2 separate regions of the Mus musculus genome follow, and region 1 is linked to region 2. Evidence: chromatin contacts called from public Hi-C data. All regions are on one chromosome and are shown on one strand. The core of a region is the stretch at or near the end of the contact, and the rest is flanking DNA. Distances in the headings are between cores, read along the strand shown.

Region 1 (2,814 bases), core at 295-2,794, 110 kb before region 2:
TCCACAGACATGTGTGGTAAACTCCTGGCCTTTCTTTGTGGCTCCATCTCCCTTTCTTTCTGTTAAAATCTTAGTCTTAATTCTCAGCTCCTTCATACTCACGGGCAGGTGAGTCCCCTTTCTCGGTCCTTTCCGCTAGGACTCAGTATTATCTCCACCACCCACAGTCTTGCCTGCCCATCTACAGCTTAGAATACAGCCGACAGATCTAATAAAATCCAGTTTCACTATTGTCCAAAGAGGAGCCATGAGCAGCTCCACGTAGATAAGTGTTTGAAAATATCTTCTAGTCGGGTTTTATACTTTTCTACATGAAAGCCTAGCACACAAGTTTTAAAGATTTATGTTTTAAAATATGAACTTTTCTATGGTCAGCAAGATGGTGCACAGCAGGTAAGGGGACTTACTACTAAGACGGATGATCAGAGTTGGAGTCCCAGATCCCATTTGGTAGAAGGAAAGGACCTGTCCACTCTTGCAAGTTGTCCTGTCACACCCATAGAGATGCTAATGGCATGTGTGTCCACACATACACACACACACACACACACACACATACAAACAAATGAATAGATAAATAAGTAAATGTAACTTAAATTAAAATAATAAAATAAGCTGTTGAATGTTGCTTATTTTCCCTAGGAGGATCTGTGTGTACTGTTGAAACAGCCCTCCCTTGTGCTAATCGGAACTCAGAACTTTGGAGAAAACCACATTGAAGTAGGTTGGGGGCTCGCCTGGATTGGTGACTGCCCATTGGCCCTGATGATGGGATGTGGGCATTTTGCCCCTCACCTAGTGAGGGTCACGCCAAGCAAGGGCAGCTACAGACTGGGGTGAGGGACGAGCATGGGGTAGAGATACCCTGGGAACTGGCCCTAGAAGTTCCCCACCCCCACCCCACCCCCACCCCACCCCCACCCCACCCCTGAATGTATTGTTTGCTGTCCTGTAATGCACCTTGCTAAAGGGGAACTTGAGCTGTCTGAGCTCTCTGTGATTCTGCTGTGTGGTGCTCTTTGCTGACTTTCTCTGCTTCCCCATATGAGGGGTTATAAGGAACTGTGATGCTATAAACTCACTGGCTTGGGTCATCAGCCCCTGCTGCCCTCCTGACCCCAGCGTTTAACTCTTTCCTTTCCTTATTGCTTTATTTCTTTCTTGCTCCGAGTCCTCCCACTTAAGACCCTGTCCAGAGCCCTGATACAGCTGGGCTTATTTCCCTCCTTCAAAGAAAAAACAAAACAAAAACAAAAAAAAAAAAAACAAGAACAAAAACAAAAACACTACTGGTCAAATATCTTGAGTGATTTCTGTGGCTTTTTCGTCTTCCTCTCTCCATTTTGGATAAAAAGAATATATTTTCTCTATTTGCAAAGTCTCAAGTAAAAGTCCATCAAAGAAAACATCTGGGTTTGTACTAAGCTTTCAGGTTTCTTTGTCTGGAATTTTCAGCCCCGGGCTTTTTCCTATTCTTCCCAATGCTTGAGGTCCCCTTAGCAGGTCTGTGACACAGCAGAACCGGTGCCCCTGGGGCACCAGCGTTGCCTCTGTCTATGTGGCTGCTGGACTCGGTGTTTGGGTGGAGGGGGCTCCACTGTGGTGGAATCCAATGTTTCTCAGCAAACAATGTAACATTTTCCAGAAAGTAAAGGTAATTAGGGAATTTAGCAGGACTTAGGTTGTGCTGGCTGGTTTTGTGTGTCAATTTGACACAAGCTAGAATCATCAGAGAGGAAGGAGCCTCAGTTGAGGAAATGTCTTCATGAGATCCAGCTGTAAGGCATTTTCTCAATTAGCGGTCAAGGGGGAGGGCCCAGCGCATTGTGGGTAGTGCCATCCCTGGACTGGTGGTCCTGGATTCATTCTATAAGAAACCAGGCTGAGCAACCCAGGGCAAGCAAGCCAGTAAGCAGCACACCTCCAAGGCTTCTGCATCAGCTCCTGCCTCCAGTTTCCCACTCTGCTTGAGTTCCTGTCCTGACTATCTCCAGTGAGGGAATATGATCTGGACGTGTAAGTTGAATAAACTCTGTCGTCCCTAACTTGCCTTTTGGTCATGGCCATAGAAACCTTAACATGGGGTATAGACATAGGTTTAGGGTCATAGAAACATTAGTGACACAGGGATACAAAGAGGTGCTACTTACACAGGTGGACTGTCCCCACAGTACTTCCCAATTCTTTTGGCGTCATTGACTTCCCCACCGTTAAACACAGCCACGTAGTCGTATCTGCAGTAGTTATCGCGCTCAACATCGAACTTCTCAAACTTTAACTCTATAAGCTTTGGGAAAAGCACAGCGTGGAAGTGTCAGTGACCTGAACAACCTCCAGTGGACACCCCCCCCTCGTGATGGGCGTTGGCGATCTATTACGTCCCACAGCAACTGTAAATCATAGTAACATACTTTTGAAAATTGCTAAGAGCTCAGATTCACACGTGTCTATGTGTACAGATGCAAAACTCTGCTACGTGAAGGGTGTGCTAATTAGTTCAATTGTAATATTTCATAATGTATGCATGATCCAAGCACAGCTGTATACTACAGGCGTGTACAATTTTTATTTGCCAACTATATCTCAATAAAGCTGGGGAGGAAAAAAAAAGTGGGGGAGGATTCTGAACACACGAATAGCTGGGTGTGTGTTCTGGCGATAAATGGACCTGAATACTAGTCCACTCTCCTCTGGGAAGAAATGAACAGAGATCAAAAATTTTATCAAAGATGTTCCCCCGTATCACATTACAACTGGGTATGGTGTGTGTGTGTGTGTGTGTGTGTGTGTGTGTGCGCGCGCGCGCGTGTGTGT
Region 2 (3,117 bases), core at 233-2,732:
GTCTTGCCCTTCTGATAATGATGATAATAAATCAGAATCCCACAGTATGTTTACTGTGGTTTGGGGAACAGGCAGCTATTCTTCCCCATTTCCAGAATCCCCTTCACCACCCCCATTTATGACAGGGTCCCATGAAGCCTGACTGGCCTCAAACTCATCCTGTAGCCCAGGCAGGCATAGACTTCAGTATGTAGCTAAGAACTTCCCTGAATTCATGATCCTCCTGTCTCTGCTTTCCTCCGTCACCCCCATGACCTCAGTCACCCCCATGCTCAGCTTTTCTCACATTTCTGATCATCTTTTTTTTCCCTCTCAGCTGGGGTGACAGTTTGAACTCGGCTGCAGACAACAGAATGCACTTAGGCAATTGGGGTGAAGGGTATTACATTATCAGCTGATGGCCACCGTACAAACTCACTGGATGAACTAAAAGAATATAGAGCCAAGGTCGAGCTTCCTGAGGTCAAGAATGTCAATGCCCTGGTGGAGCAGAAATGCTGACACCAAGCAGCAGAATCAAAACTGCTGACCGAGACCTGGAAATGTAGGGATGTCCATGGTTTCTGTTCATACTTTGAGAGAGCTGACTTCACCAAGGCATGACTGGAAAGATAAGCCAGCAGGGAGATAGTGAGAGGAGCAGAAAATTAGAGGCCATAGTGTCTTAAGGAGAAAGCAATGGAAAAGATTATCTCAGAAATGTCTGTCAGGCTGGGGAGAGGCCTCCGACAGCATGAGGGCCTGAATTTGGATTCTTAGCACCCAAGGAAATGCTGGGCATGGTGGCATAAGTCTGCGACTGCATCACTCGAAGGCAGAGATGCTCAGATTGCAGGGCTCACTGGGCAGCTAGTCTGGTTGAAACACCAAGCCCCAGGTTCAGTAAGAAATCCTGTCTTGAAAACTAGGGCGGAAAATAATAGATGAGGACACTGATCTGTGGCTTCCACACACCCATGCATAGTCTAATACATCTATATGCCTCCCTTCCCTACATACACCACACATGCTCTAAAGTGGAGAGCAGATGATGGTTAACGGGTGGTATAGAAGGGTCAAGGCAATGTTCTCAACTGAGAAACAGAAGCCACTAGGAGTCCATGTTTTGATGCTCTCATGACTAATTCAGTTGGGAGGAAATAACTAAGGACATGCACGCAGTAGAGCAATGCATGATGGGTACAGTGTGGTTCCTGAATAGGTGGAAGGTGGTGGGACCCGTAATTTCAGGAGAAGTGGAGAGTAATGGGATTAGAGACTTGAAACACCTGCATGGAGGACCGGGGAGGAAGTACTGTATCAGAAAAGGATCAGTGATGCAGAAAATCTGCCCTTACCCATGAAATATTGCAGGGCTGGCAACAAGGCTCAGCGGGTGAGCTGGCTGGCTTTCATTAGCCTGAAATAAACCCAGGCCTACTTGGAAAGAGGAATTCACAATTGAGAAAATGCCTCTGAGATCCCAGCTCAGTGTGGGTGGTGCTGCCCCTGGGCAGAAGGTGCTGGGTTGGTTCAGAAAGCAGTCTGAGCAAGCCATGAGGAATGAGCCAGTAAGCAGAGTCCCTTCATGACCTCAGCTTCAGTTCCAGCCTCCGGATTTTGCCTTGAGTCCCTGCTCTGGCTTTCCTCAGTGATTGCGACTTGAGCAGAAATAAACCCTTTTCTTCCTGTGTTGCTTTTGGTTGTGGTGTTATATCATAAATAGAAACCCTAAGATAGCAGGCCTAGGTGCTTGTCACCATGCCTGCTGGCCTGAGTCCCATCACTACTTACTGTGTAACAAAGCTTTTCCTGGGGGAAATATCACACACATGTCTACTCATCAGAGAGGGAACCCATGACAAACCAAAGTATGAATACCACCAAAGTCCAACTTCATGAACCAATGGCTTTTATTGAGGTTGCTTCTAAGACTCTGGGTGAGGGGTTACTTATAGGTGCAGAAATGACTCAAAGATAGCTGCATCACCAAAGCCCAGTCCAGCATGAGTGACAGCTTTGCTCATATGAGAAGTCTTCTTTGCAGCAGGAATGCTTAGCCTGTATTGCTCACACTGGCAGGGAGGGGCCTAGTGAATCCGGTCAGTTTCAGGGACTTCCTGAAGCTATTTTGAGTTGTTACCTTCTTGTTTAAGGAGCTTCCCTGCAGGATAGAATGTTTCTCACAGACTTACTACATGTTGGAAGTAGAGAACCAGTTGCTTCAAATTGTCCTCTGGTCTCCACACATGTGCTGTGGCACAACTCCCCACCCAATCAATAAGTAAAGGGAATTCTTAAAAATGTAATGAAGTTTTACAAAGATTTACTATGCAGATCCTGAAGCGTTGAGCTAGCGGAGTTGAGGTGGGCTGGGTTGTGTGATCCAGTAAACCTGGCAGAAATAAAGATATTCCAAAGAGCTGCTTGCTTCATTTCGTCTACCAGACTATTGAGACAATAGACTCCAAGAAAGGGGAATTTCTCTAGGAATCTTAAGCTGGGAGGAAAAACAAAAAACAAAACAAAAAAAAACCCGTGTTGGGGGAGGGGCAGAGGGAGGGCTTTGTAACTTGTCTCCAGAAAAGATATTTCACAGTTCTAAAATCTTGTCAGACCATCTTGTAAGGTGAGACTGAAGCCCAGAAAATGATGGGCCATCTGGAAGATGAACTTGGTAGAGGGTGGGGGGTGGGGGTGGGAGCACTGGTTTTCTTTGTCCATCATCCCAAGGTGGCTGCATTGAATAAATCTCCTTGCTTTTCACTATTTTAATTAACTTCTCATAGACTTGTTGCCAAACTTCACTTCTTGGGTATAGATTCTGACCCCAAGTTTGATAACAACCCTACCACACATGACTGAGGTGGACACACCTTACAGAAAAGCTAAGATAACTTCGGGTTTCAGCAGCCAGTCCAATCTAAACTGAACCCTAAAACGAAAGAAATTTATCGGCCTGTAAGAGAAAGTCCAAAGGTGTGTGGGTTCCAGGCACAGGCTCAACAGGCTGCGTGTGACTGCTCTACTTGACCCATGCAGATGCTCACATTACTCTTATCTTTCCCTTTTCTCCCAAGGCTAGACAATGGCTGATAACAGTAACCAAGGTTGTACACTCAAGAGTGGGGCCTGGGA

The links. A called contact is a pair of places that touch in the nucleus more often than the background predicts.
Region 1: a contact with region 2 is called in a Hi-C map of Kupffer cells, with 5 times the contacts expected there. The contact joins two enhancer-like sites. A contact is called at or near these places in 6 of 39 promoter capture datasets (HPC-7-derived erythroid cells, embryonic stem cells, pre-B cells and 1 more), 1 of 15 datasets of contacts at CTCF or cohesin (large pre-B cells), 7 of 484 Hi-C or Micro-C datasets (B cells, the F1.1 cell line, the G1E-ER4 cell line and 3 more), 8 of 115 datasets of contacts at active chromatin or transcription factors (cardiomyocytes, embryonic stem cells, fetal liver and 3 more) and 2 of 9 other capture datasets (adipose tissue and liver).

The regions. Positions count from the first base shown.
Region 1 is chr9:95,681,006-95,683,819 of GRCm38.p6, reverse strand. Pcolce2 (procollagen C-endopeptidase enhancer 2) reads right to left here. Exons shown (of 9, transcript NM_029620.2): 5 at 2,151-2,287. Among named protein-coding and RNA genes, the nearest start is that of Gm39407, 24 kb to the left of the region's middle. Within about 2 kb of position 1,544, at least 3 of the 459 cell types and tissues checked have an H3K27ac peak or open chromatin away from gene starts, as enhancers often do. A contact at or near this core is called in Kupffer cells, where this site is marked.
Region 2 is chr9:95,570,031-95,573,147 of GRCm38.p6, reverse strand. No RefSeq gene overlaps it. Among named protein-coding and RNA genes, the nearest start is that of Gm32542, 9.1 kb to the left of the region's middle. Within about 2 kb of position 1,482, at least 13 of the 459 cell types and tissues checked have an H3K27ac peak or open chromatin away from gene starts, as enhancers often do. A contact at or near this core is called in Kupffer cells, where this site is marked.